Regions from separate parts of the Mus musculus genome. Here region 1 is linked to region 2. Evidence: chromatin contacts called from public HiChIP or PLAC-seq data. All regions are on one chromosome and are shown on one strand. Each heading gives the region's core, a stretch centred on a gene start, on an enhancer-like site or on the middle of the called end of the contact. The rest is flanking DNA. Distances are from core to core; before and after follow the strand shown. Region 1 has its middle 13 kb from the start of Gm51894. Region 2 overlaps Sec24a (Sec24 related gene family, member A (S. cerevisiae)).

The links. HiChIP or PLAC-seq counts read pairs in DNA pulled down with a chosen protein or histone mark.
Region 1: a contact with region 2 is called in an H3K27ac HiChIP or PLAC-seq map of embryonic stem cells, with 2.7 times the contacts expected there. The contact joins two enhancer-like sites. A contact is called at or near these places in 2 of 484 Hi-C or Micro-C datasets (the N1E-115 cell line and pro-B cells) and 1 of 115 datasets of contacts at active chromatin or transcription factors (embryonic stem cells).

What each region holds. Positions count from the first base shown.
Region 1 is chr11:52,342,248-52,349,354 of GRCm38.p6, reverse strand. No RefSeq gene overlaps it. Among named protein-coding and RNA genes, the nearest start is that of Gm51894, 13 kb to the left of the region's middle. Within about 2 kb of position 2,559, at least 125 of the 459 cell types and tissues checked have an H3K27ac peak or open chromatin away from gene starts, as enhancers often do. A contact at or near this core is called in embryonic stem cells, where this site is marked.
Region 2 is chr11:51,700,091-51,706,361 of GRCm38.p6, reverse strand. Sec24a (Sec24 related gene family, member A (S. cerevisiae)) reads left to right here. Exons shown (of 23, transcript NM_175255.3): 19 at 1,949-2,086; 20 at 5,100-5,204; 21 at 5,456-5,548. Among named protein-coding and RNA genes, the nearest start is that of 0610009B22Rik, 15 kb to the right of the region's middle. Within about 2 kb of position 2,536, at least 31 of the 459 cell types and tissues checked have an H3K27ac peak or open chromatin away from gene starts, as enhancers often do. A contact at or near this core is called in embryonic stem cells, where this site is marked.

The sequences.
Region 1 (7,107 bases), core at 1,310-3,809, 640 kb before region 2:
CGCCACACTCGGCCTGTGTGAAAAGACATTTCAGAACCCTTTCTCCTTTCCTATCTTGGGAATAAGGATCCCTCTGTATCCAGGGTGGCTTTGAACTAGACCTTGCCCTGCCTCAGCATCCTAAGTGCATGCCCCACCATTCTGAGAGCTTCAGGATATTAAAAAAAAAAATTAGGCTGGGTGTGAAGATACATGTATTTAATCCCATCACTTGGGAGGCAGAGGCAGATGGATCTCTGAGTTTGAGCAAAGCCAGCTTGGTCTGCATAGTAGAGAGGTTGTCCCAAACAACCCAACAACAACAACAACAACAAGCCACATTCTTTTATGGGGTTAGAGAAATGGCTCAGCAGTTAAAAACGCTTGTTGCTCTCGCAGAGGACCCAGATTTTGTTCCTAGCATCCACATGGTGACTCACAACCATCTACACCCCAGTTCCAGGAGATCTGGCGCCCTCTTCTGGCCTCTTCAGGGACTAGGTGCACACATGGGGCATTTATGTACATGCAGGCAAGATGTTCAGGCATATAAGATAAAAATAAATTAGTATTTCTAAATATTTAGTGTTGTAGTAAGTATTCAATCTCAACTGGGGGTTCCTACCCTGCCTGTGATCATTCAGTTCCCAGATAAAAGACACACAACCTTTTTTTTTTTTTTTAAGATGTATTTATTTTATTTATATGAGTACACTGTAGCTGTCAGACACAGCAGAAGAGGACATTGGATCCCATTACAGATGGTTGTGAGCCACCATGTGGTTACTGGGAATAGAACTCAGGACCTCTGGAAGAGCAGTCAGTGCTCTTAACCGCTGAGCCATCTCTCCAGCCCCCGACACACAACCTTTATATTTATAATAAGCCCTTAATGCACTACAGCTGGGCAAATATCTACCCTTTAAGCTTTTATATCTACTTCCCTGTCAATAACCCCGAGTTATAACTTGTCATGTTCCATCTGGGCTGCTCTTAACTCCAGTTGGCCAGCCCTCAAGGCCATATTTTCATGACTCATTTATCCCATAGTATCTTCCCTCTCTCCATCTAAGACTCCCTCCTTGTGGTCTCTCCTCAGACTCCAAGCCCGGGAACCCAAACCCCACCTATCTTTCTTCTGTCCAGTTATAGGCTGTAGGCATCTTTATTCACCAATCAGGGATAACTTGGGGAGCAAGATTACATGGTATCTCTTATGTGTGTGCAGATTCTCTTGTCCCTGGGAACCAGTATTTAGTATTACAATACATACCAAAACCAAACCTCAACAATTTAGTGTGTGTGCAGGGGCATATGTGCAGGTGTGTGTGTGTGTGTGTGTGTGTGTGTGTGTGTGCTCACCCTTGTTGGCAGCCATTCCCATTTAAACCACCACAGCCCTGTACCTTCTTCAGGGTCTGGGACCTGCATGGTAGGAGGAAGCACACCTATGCCCGGACATCTCTCAGCTTCTGTCCTGTCCCTCTCCCTCAGATGTCCCTCGCTCACTCAGCTTCCACTGAAAGTCTTGCTCCCCAGCACTAAGAACTGAGCCAGAACAGGATATGGGAGAATCGGGTGCCGCCGCTGCCCTTGCAAAACTAATAATCAAAGGATTAGATAGACTTTGCTCAAAATGCCGTAGAAATAGCATGTAAAGACTGGCCACAGTGTCACATGCCTGTGACCCAGGCACTCTGGAGTACAGGAAGGATGATCAGGAGTTCAAGGTCAGAGAAAGGTTGAAGTCTGGACCACGTGAGATATTTTCTCATAAAAGCAAAGCGAAACAAAACAAAAATGAAGACTGACTGGACCCACATTTAAACCCAGCACTCAGGAGACAGAGGCAGTTGGATCTCTGAGTTTGAGGCTAGCCTGGTCTACATGGCAAGTTCTAGCCCAGTCAGTGTTATGCAATGAGACTATGTTTAAGAAGAAGAAAAAAGGGCTGGAGAGATGGCTCAGAGGTTAAGGTTAAGAGCACCAACTGCTCATCTGAAGATCCTGAGTTCAAATCCTAGCAACCACATGGTGGCTCACAACCATCTGTAATGAGATCTGATGCCCTCTTCTGGTATGTCTGAAGACAGCTACAGTGTACTTGCATATAATAAATAAATACATGAAGAAGAAGAAGAAGAAGAAGAAGAAGAAGAAGAAGAAGAAGAAGAAGAGGAGGAGGAGGAGGAGGAGGAGGAAGAGGAAGAGGAAGAGGAAGAAGAAAATCAAAATTAAAAAGAAGCTGAGAAAGGCCCCTAGCAGCGTCTTCACCCCATTTTCCTCCAAAGAGGAATGCTACAGGAATGTAATCTGTAGCAGTCTCATAGAAGATTCTAGGCGTAGCCAAACACAGCTGAATACAGCCCCATGAACACTGCAGCCAGAGTCATGGAAGACTAAAGTACAGTCCCAGGGAAGCCGGGCTTAAGATGAAGGTGGCAGTGGGTCAAATGAATTAGATGAAGTGGAAATCGTAGACTTCACGGACTGAAGCTGAGTTTCTAGCTGTAACTGGGGAAAGGGCGGAGGAGGCGTGGCCTCTGGGGAAGATGGCGGATCTAGGTGCGACCATTGGCTGCGCCACCCTCCTGATTTCCACAGAGGCCAATCTTGGGGGAGGGGACAGCCTCTGGGACGCCCACCAATCTAGTCAAGGGCAGCTATTGTGGGGCAAATCGCTCTTGGTGTCCTTTTCTTGTCGGAGATACATAATGATACAGGAAAAGGGGCGAATTGAACCTAGACCAGGTTTCTTCTCAACACCACTGATTGATATAAAATTCCCTGTGTTTGCTGACTCCTCTATTTCTGTCCACTCTGCCTGGCCTTTACTTGGGCTCCCTGGCAGAGATAGAGAGGCTCTTACTAGGTAGCAATAGCTTGCCAACCACGCCCACGGATGTACTTCCACCCACTCACCAAGAGGTGGCAGCACCACCCCAGGTTGCTTGCTTGGAAGCCTGTGTGATCTCTTGAAGAAAATTCATTTTCCTGCAGGCATCAGTGCACTTTTTTCCTGATGAGGAAAGTGGGGCCAGTAAGAAAACGATTAGGGTTGCCTTTCATCCCCAATAGCGTGTTCTGATGGCTCTCTGACCCGATCCCAAAGGAGATTCAGTCCTTGCTTCTGGGGAGCATTTTAGCAACCTCTTGAGGTATTTTTGATCTTCACAGGTTGGGTGTAGGAGGCTGTCATAATTAATCTTCATTGTCAACCTGCCTGGGTTTGGAATCACCTAGGAAACACACCCGTGTGTGGCGGTTGCACAGAGGAGGGAAGACCCTGGATGTAGGCGGTACCATCCCATGACTGGGGGCAGGGACGCGGGGGGGGGGGGGGAGGGCAAGACTGAATCAAACAGGAGGAAAGGAAAGAGCAAACCGACCACTGGCACCCCTTCCCATCTCCTACCCGCAGATGCAGTGTGACTAGAATCCACACACTCCTGCCCCCAAGCCTTCCCCACCACAACGGAGTACCCTCAAACCAGAATAAACCTTACCTTCCTGAAGCCAATCAAGGGATAATGCTGGGGGGGGGGGGCATGGGCAGGCCTCTGTGCCGGACCTTGGAGGGACCAGGCATGCCAAAGTCCTTGCCTTCCTTCCAGGAGATCAGGCTTCAGAGAGAGATGATGTCTCTGTGAAGTGAGAAGTATGGTCTTGGGGACAACTGAGAGACTAAGATAGAATGGCACAGACAGAGATCGACTTTAACAGCCATGATGGAGTGTGGGGCCAGAGATATGGGTTCTGGAAGCCAAGCTCTGCTCTCTGCACGTGCAGCAAGCACTCCTAACCACTGAGCTATCTCTCCAGCACCCCGTGCGTTCTATTTTTCCGTTACTAGCAGTTCAGTGGGTGTGCCTGCACTACATCACTATGGATAGGGGATCGATGTGTTGCATGTGATAGACCACATGGAGGCAATGGGAATTCTTCTTTGGATTCCTTGGGACAGGGCTTCTCTATGTAGCTCTGACTGTCCTGGAACTCGCTCTGTAGACCAGGAGCCTCCAGAGATCCACCTGCTTCTGCCTCTCCAGTGCTGGGATTAAAAGTGTGTGCTACCCCCTCACCCAGAGGCAATAGGAATTCCTTATCTCATGGGACCGCCCCCGTGTCTACTCATCTGTGTCCTCACACAGGGAGACAGGAGCGCCTGCTCTGAAGAAGCTCCAGTGACAAGAGAAGACGTCACCTGCTGGCTTTGAAGTTGGAGGAAGAGGCTACATGGCAGGAACCATAACTCCTCAGGCTGAAGAAGACAAACATAAGGATATCCCTGAGAGCCAGGGAGGAAGCCTGCCTGACGACACTTTTGTGCCTACCCAGGGAAGCCATTTTAGGTTTCTGGCTGCCAGCACTGTAAATATTGTTTGGTCTTGTTGAGACAGGGTCTCAGGCTATAGGCGTGGATGGCCTCATACTTAATGTGGCCCGGAGCGGCCTTGGTCATCCTCTTGCTCCTGTCTCGAAAGGGTTGGGATTCTAGGTGTGTACCAACACTCCTGACTCAAAATGGTGTTTCTTTGGACCACCAAATGTGTGCTAATTCAGAGCAGCATAAAGAAACAAATGTAGGGGTGGTGGGGTGGCTTAGTGGGTAGGGATGCTTCCTGTCAAGCTTGACAGCTGGGATCAGCTTACTCCTTGGAATCCAAAGGGTGGGTCCCAAATGTCCTCTGATTTTCATATTCATGTAGACCCAAACCCTCCCACCACCACCAAATATATAAGCAGACAAACAAATAACTAAAACATAAAAATAACAATATTCTAGCTAGCCACTGCTAGTGGTGTACACCTTTAATTCCAGCTCTGGGGAGGCAGAGGCAGAGGAAGGCAGATCTCTGTGAGTGAGGCAAGCTTGATCTACAGAGTGAATTCCAGGACAGCCAGAGATACGTGGTGAGACCACTGCCTCAAAAACAAAAACAAAAACAAAACAAAAAAAACCCACAAGGGCCGGGCATGGTGGCACATTTGTTTTATATCAGAACGCCATGGGGTGAGGGGGCAGCTCTGTGAGTTCAAGGCCAGCCTAGTCCATAGAGTTCCAGGACAGCAAGGGCTGTTACAGAGAAACTCTTTCTCCAAAACAAAATGACAACAAAATCCACAAAAAATAAACAAAAATAAACAAAAAAAAAGAGAAAGAAAAAAAGAAAAGAAAAATAAAGATAAAAAGTACCAGATACTAGGACATTTGTTTTTCAGAAGGATATTTGGGGCCAGCAACTTAACTATGTTATACATAGTAAATTAAATTGTATTCTCTGAAAGATATGCTGGTCTTGAACCGATAAGCTCCAGATTCAGTAGAGACCCTGGCTCAAAGTAAGGCTGACAGGACGGCCCAGTGGGTAAAGTGCTTGCCACAGAAGCCTGAGGGCCTGAGGTCAATCCCCAGAACACACTGTAGGACAGGGCTGATTCCTGACCCTTCACATCTATGCCAGGGCAAATGTGCTCATGCTCACGTGTGACTAACACACACACACACACACACACACACACACACACCACGTTAAATAACAGGACAAGATATTAGCCCAAAAATAAAGACATAAAATAAATTAATAAAGGCTCTGAATGAAAACTGGGAATTAGTGAAACAGCACAGACAATGATGTGAGGGTCTATCATGGGCTCCGTGGGTGATCTGCGCGGTGCTCCATTCCGGTGGTCACTGTCCACTGGTTTGAAGGCCTCTGAGCCCTTAGCAATGAAGGGAGATTCCACACCAGCGAAGTAAAGCTCTGTGGAAGGCGCCTGGGGTGTCTCCCATCCATCGCACTCACCCTTCCTTGCTGGTGTTTAGAGAAACAAAAAACCTACCTATGGTATCATAGCGACTCTCCACCCTGGCTCATGTTGAAATCATCTGGGGGAAGCGCTACCATAGCTGGCCCTTGCCCCAAAGACCATTTTTGCCTTGACTGCATTTGTTGAAGCTCCCTCTGACCAAGTCTATTGAAAGCGCCGTTGCTATTTGAAAAGTTGGCCACCAGGTGGCGCTAGAAGATGACCAAAGAGAAGGGATTTCTTCTTCCTGGTGCCCAAACGGTAAGAGAGAGGGTGAACCTGGGAGTCCTCACTAGCCTCTGGCCACTGAGGTGGGTTGTTTGTTTGTTTAGCTTTTTAAGAATTTTATAACTACTATGGGGGGGGGAGGGGAGGAGAGGGAGAGGGAGGGGAGGAGGAGGGGGCATGGAGAACTCCTGCGGAAGACGGAGGAATTTCTAAAGTCAATTTTCCCCTCCCACCTTTGCATGGTTTGGGGGGATGGAACACGGGTCACCAGGCTTGTGGGACAAGCCCCTTTTCTTGCTGACATCCCGTCATCCTATTTGGCTTTTTATGAGTTAGTGTCTCGTGTATTGCACGCTGACCTCCTGATTTTGAATTCCTGATCCGACTGCCTCTATCTCCCAAGTTTTGGGATTACAGCTGTGCACCATAGACACCTGGTTGGCTCCACTTGTGACTTTTTGCTTTTGTTTTTGTTTTTGTTTTTGTTTTTTGAAACAGTGTTTCTCTGGGTAGTCCTAGCTGTCCTGGGACTCACTCTGTAGACCAGGCTGGCCTCCAACTCACAGAGAAGCACCTGCCTCTGCCTCTACCTCCCAAGTGTTGGGATTACAGGTGTACGCCCCCACTCGCTGTTCACTCGTGGCTTTACCAAGATGTCCACTCAGGGGTGTTTTCAATTCTGCTCCTGTGGAATCAGTGGGGTGGGCGGATGTGCTGCAGAGCCCCCTCCTCCCAAAGCACCTGCCCACACACCTACGACAGCCAGGGGGAAAGCAAATGGTGTCATCACAGCCCTTCCAGTGCCAGGGGAACCCCCAAAAAGGCCCAGGTTGGGCTCTCCATATTATCTTTTGCTCATCAATGAGATGTCTTCTCTGACGGCAGCACCCAGAGTTCACTATGACATCTCCAAAGTGAGAAATGGGTCCTCAGGAGGCTTCTGCCTGCTTTACTTTAACTGGCCAAGGACTCAGCAGGGAGGCCTGGGAGCCTCTCTATATAATGTGCAAAACAAGGCTGTGTATCTTGCCCAAACGAGCTATGTCTCTTTCACAATAAGAATTAAGGACACACACACACACACACACA
Region 2 (6,271 bases), core at 1,287-3,786:
TTCCTTGATATCTTTCCCTCCCGCCCCCCCCACACACACACTCTCAAAGTTAGACATACAGCACTGTCATCCCTTCCCATCATGCAGCACTGCGACACCTTCGTTCCTCTTGCCTCCTACATTTTTTCTATGTCAGTTATCACTGACCACAGTTTGCTGATTTATTATTTTTCCTTTTTTTGTTGTTGAGACAAGGTCTTACCGTGTAACCCTCATTGTAGAACTCACTTTGTAGACCAGGCTGATCTTGAACTCACAGAGATCCACCTACCTCTAAATCTTGAGTGTATTTTTATATTCACCTTTATTTCTCCTTTTTCAGGAAGTAAACCATGAATACAAAAGTTTTTGTCTTTTTTTTTTTTTTTTTTTGGTTTTGGTTTTTTGAGACAGAGTTTCTATGTGTAGCCCTGGCTGTCCTGGGACTCACTTTGTAGACCAGTCTGGCCTCGAACTCAGAAATCCGCCTGCCTCTGCCTCCCGAGTGCTGGGAAGGTTTTGTCTTTTTTTATTCATTATTTAATCACAGCACCTAGTATGTAATAACAGTAAGTGAAAAAGATGTAAGTGCATTATTTCACCTATAAGATATAGTGATTGCCGGGCGTGGTAGCCGCACGCCTTTAATCCCAGCACTAAGGAGGCAGAGGCAGGTGGATTTCTGAGTTCGAGGCCAGCCTAGTCTACAGAGTGAGTTCCAGGACAGCCAGGGATACACAGAGAAACCCTGTCTTGGAAAAAAAGTGCAGTGATTATTTTTTTTATACTTTGTTTTAAATTTACTTTACTTTCTGTGTCTGTGTGTTTTGCTTGCAAGTGTGCCTAGTGCTTGTGGAGGCCAGAAAACATCAGATCTTCTGGGACTGGAGTTACAGATGGTTGTAAGCCACTATGTGGGTGTTGGGAACTGAATTTGGGTCTTCTGCAAGACCAACCAGTGCTCTGGATCACTGAGCTATCTCTCCAGGCCCTATTTATTTAATACTAACAGGTGAAATAATTCACTAAAATTTTTCTCGTGGTATGCCAAAAAGCCTCTGTGCGATGAGCTAGACCACCAGCTTTCGACACATGCTGAGTGCTTACAGTGTGCTGCATGTTGTAGGGGGATGGGAGAGACATCATTGAACAAAATTGCCCAGACTCTTTCCAGGGCAGCCTTGTTCTAGGGGAGCCTCACAAGTTAGTGACCTGGGCATAAAAGCTGGTCTGGGTTCTTTGGCAAAGTCACCATAGAGGAGCACCTGGCATAGAGCCATCAGTGAGTGACATGTGACAGACTGAGGCTCTGCTGTTATTAAACACTCTTGCTTCCTGCAGATGCCTCAGTTTACCTGAACCTGCCTGGAGAAGGCGTTCTAGTCACATTCAGTCTGTGAATATTCATTGTTCTCTGCCTCTTGTATTCCTCTCCACCAACTGAGACACTAGCCCTCACCTCACAGCTCCGCCAGCCTGAGTGCAGCTACTACAGCACTAAAACTGTCCCAGCCTCAGCTCTGCTCTGCCACTGTCCTCATGTGTGGTACCACCCTGCTTCAGAGGCCGTGGGATCTGCTGTATTGAGTTTTAATGTCTCTCGTTGTGGAAGAAACAATTACCATCCAGCAGACGTGGCACACTTGCTGGGGTCTTCTTGCTATGCCATGTGTACCTTTATCTTGTCGCCAGGGTACCATCCTTCCCAGGCTTCTCAGCTCCATCACAGTCACTGCAGTTAGGCCTAGCCTAGCAGTGAGGAAACAGACACCAGGAGATCGGGTGACTTAGCAATGGTCAGGTATTGACTAGTTGAGACTTCCAGATGAGGCTACAGGGTAATGACTTCTTCAAAGATAAAATAATTTATGATAAATTTGCTAATTCTGTCTAATGATAATCTTTTAGCAATTGACATTTACAAAACTCTTTTTCTAATGTTGGGAGGCGGGGTGTTGTTTTATTGCAGAAATCTTTCCAGACTGGGACAAGTATACGTCTAGATGAACGAATTTTTGCCATGTGTCAAGTGAAAAGCCAGCCATTGGTTCACCTCATGCTCACAACACATCCCAGTTTGTACAGAGTTGACAACCTCTCAGATGAGGTAAGACCAACTCCCTGTTCTGTGGCTTCTTCCGAAAAACGTGAAGCCTGATTATATTCTGTACAGAAATGAGTTTGTTACCTAAATCCTTGTTTGTTTTTTCCTAGGTAAATGTACAGAAACTTTGATAGTTAGGGACATTCCTGAAAATATTAACTTTAAGTTTTCTAAGACATACTCTCTTTTTTTCTAATTTGAGATTTAAAGATACAGATATAGTATACAAGGTGTCTCAGAGTGTCTATTGCTGTGAGAAAACACCATGACCAAAGTCAACTTGGAAGAAAGGGCTTCTTTTAGCATAGAGTTCATCATCAAAGAAGTTAGGGCAGGAACGCAGGGCAGCAGCTGATGGAAAAGCCATGGAGGGTGCTGTGTACAGGTTTCTCTATGGCTTACTCAGTCAGGCTTCTTACACAGCCAAGACCACCAGACCATAGGGGGCGCTGTTGCGGGAAATATTTAAAAAGAACCACCAAGCTCCTGCACTTCATCCGCCCACTCTCCAGCAGGACCAGAGCTCCTGTGTTCCCTTCTCTTGGCTGCCATGCCAGCCACACGCAACGCACCGCAACGACCATCCACCCAGCAGTCAGCACCTCAACACCCAGCAACCCAGTAGAAACAAAACTCTAGAAGCTTATAATTAACAAGTCAGATTTAGAGGGCTGGAGAGATGGCTCAGCAGTTAAGAGCACTGACTGCGCTTCCAAAGCTCCCCAGTTCAAGTCCCAGCAACCACATGATGACTCACAATCATCTGTGATGAAATCTGATGCCCTCTTCTGGGGTGTCTGAAGACAGCTACAGCCAGCGTACTTTACATAATAAAGAAAGAAATCTGGGCCAGAGCAAGCAAGACTGGAGAGAGAAGAAAAAGTGTCTGAAGACAGCTACAGTGTACTTACATATATCTGACCTTTTTTAAAAGATTTATTTATTATTTATATCAATAAATTCTCAATTCACAAGATGCCTACACAATAATTTCAGGGCCAAATGATAATGATACAAGCTGCCCACCTAGATCAGACAAGTTATCCCAATTATTCTATCCCTATATGATGTTTATAACTACCTGTGGCTACTTAAAACCAATCCCACCCCCGTGGGATCAGGATCTTCCTGTTCATCTGCTCTCTGTCCCTGCAACTCTTTGTTCTGCCTCCCTTTTCCCTGTCCAATCACAAGCTTCCTGCTGCACTAATATTCTAATGTAATTGGACAGGAAAAATTCTACCCCCGGGCACTGCCCACAACGGGCTCTTCTCACATTACTCACTAATTGAGGGAAATGCCAATCTGGTGGGAGCATTTTCTCAGTTAAAGTTTTCTCTTCTCAGGTGACTCTAGCTTGTGCCAAGTGGACATAAGATAGCCAGCACAGAAGGCTCTTACCAGTTGTTCCTAATGTTTAACTTTATAGTTTCCTGGGCTATACCTAAATGGCTTATTCCTATAGTTCAAACAACTTTGGCTAAAACAAGAGGATCACTTGAGCTCATGAGTTTGAAATCAGTCCCTGCCTCAGAAACAAAATTCAAAAACTCTAAGAAGAGGAAGAGGAAGAAGAAAAGGAGGAAGAAGAGGAGGAAGAAGAGGAGGAAGAAGAGGAGGAGGAAAGAAAAAAGGAGAGAGACTTGATTAATCTATTATTAGTTGTATTTCACTAATGTCACTTATCTGTTCACTATATATTATATTTTTCAATTTAATTTTTAAAAACCAAAGTCAAGGGGCTGGTGAGATGGCTCAGTGGGTAAGAGTACCCGACTGCTCTTCCAAAGGTCCAGAGTTCAAATCCCAGCAACCACATGGTGGCTCACAACCATCCGTAACGAGATCTGACGCCCTCTTCTGGTGTGTCTGAAGACAGCTACAGTGTACTCACATATAATAAATAAATAAATCTAAAAAAAAGAAAAACCAAAGTCAAGCTTGATGGCACCGATAATCCTAGCACTTGCAAGGTGGGTCAGGAGTTCCAGGCCTGCCTGGCTAACAGGAAACCCTCTCTTTAAAGAATGTAACAGCCCAGTTGGTAGAATGCTTGCTTAGCATGCATGAAGCCTGGGTCCACTCTTCACCCTGGCATTAACCTTGCATGGTGGTTCATACCTACATTGTCAACTCTTGGAATATGGAGGCAGGAGGATCAGAAAAGAAATTCAGAGTTATCTTTAGCTACACAGGGAGCTGGCAACCAGCCTGTACCTAAAGATCTGGTCTCAAAAAACTAAAGATGGGAATGGGCTGGAGAGATGATCTGTGGGTAAAGTGCTTCGCTGCACAAGCATGAGGACCTGAGTTAGTTCCCAGAATATGACACTATGGATCTGTAACCCCAGCACTGGGGAAGCCCAGGGACCTGCTGGCCAGCCAGGTAACTGAGTCAACAAGCTCCAGGTTCATTGAGAGCTTGTCTCAAAGAATAAGGTGGCAAGTGACAGAAAACACCTGCCATTAACTTCTAGCTATACAACTAAGAAATAAATATGATCAGAATTTAATTTTAATTATTAGAGTCATGTGGCTTTGTTTAATATACATAATATTCCATGTTTATTATGCATAACTGACTTGCCTATTTAAGATCCAAACTCTTATAAGTCAATTCATTTCATTGTGTTAGCTACTTAACCCTGGCTCTCGAGAGCTGAGCGTGGTACCCCAGGCCAGTAATTTCAGCAATTAGAGGAGGAGGCGGAACAATCTGGAGTTCAAGATCAGCTTCAGCTACGTAAAAAGTTTGAGGCCAGCCTGAGCTATGGCAGACTCTTTTTCCAAAAAAGTACTGAGGTTAGGAATAAAATGTTTATTGTGGAAGCATGAGGACCAGAGTTCAGAACCCACATGAAAAACAAGGCAGGCATGGCAGCCACCTGTCATTTTATCACTCGAAATTTTCAGAGGCAGCAGATCCCTGGGATAATCTGCCTAATTAGACTCTACGTGTACATGTTAACCTGTATCTAACCTGTATCTAAAAAACTTCATTCTTTGCCTCCTTCAGGGAGCTCTCAACATCAATGACAGAACCATACCTCAGCCCCCCATTCTTCAGCTCTCGGTGGAGAAGTTGAGCAGAGATGGAGCGTTCCTCATGGATGCAGGCTCAGTGAGTGGATTAACTCAGCCTTATGAGCTCAGTGTGCTGCTGAGCCTCCTTAATGGTTGGCTTCAGCTGCTTTTCTTTATACATTAGCGCTGACCATTCTCCCTGCTGTCTCCCATTTCATAGTGTTTAGTAGTTCTCTGTACAGTCTCACTAAGCATGCTCATGCTTTGACGTTTTAAAGCATAACCAATGATAAAAGTATCAGACTCACTATTAGGCTGTCTCTCAAATCAGTGTATTTCTGTTTGCAGTTACTGATGCTTTGGGTTGGAAGAAATTGTTCACAGAATTTTCTCAGCCAAGTTCTGGGAGTTCAAAACTATGCATCAATTCCACAGACAATGGTAAGCTTTTATGTTAGTGGTCATAAACGATTTAAAGGACATTTCAAATATAATACAAACATGAACCCTATTTTCAGATCAGGAATTAATACTCCAAATTTCTCCCAAAGTAAGTATCTTTATAGATAATATCTCTACCAACTGCAAGTGCTCATTTTATGGTTTGGTTTGGGTGTGTTTACAGGCAGGTTCTTGCTATGGTGCTCAGGTTTGTCTATGTCTCAAGAACGCAGAGGGTTCCTTATGCCTCAGAGTCTCTATTAGATAGGACTACAGCCACACACCACTATGCCGGGCTCATCTTGTCTTGTTTGTTGTGGTTTTGGGTTTTGTTTTTGTATTTTTTTTTGTTTTGTATTTTTACATTGGTGAACATGTAGCTCTGGCTGGCCTAGAACTCACTATGTAGACCAGGTTGGCCTCAAACTGACAGAGATCTACTTGTCTCTGCCTCTTGAGCCACTATACCTGGCTCATTTTGTCTTCAAATGATATTTTTGGTTAGCCTTGGGGTTAATTTTGTTTTATTTTATGTGTATGAATGTTTTGCTTGCATGTAGATATGTGTATCACATGCATGCCTGGTTCCTGTGAAGTTTAGAACAGGGTGTGTGGATCCACAGAACTGGACTTATAGATGGTCATGAGTACCATGTGGGTGATAGGGGAACCCAGGTCCTCTGTAAGAGGTGTACATGCTCCTAACTCTGAGCTGGCCGTCTA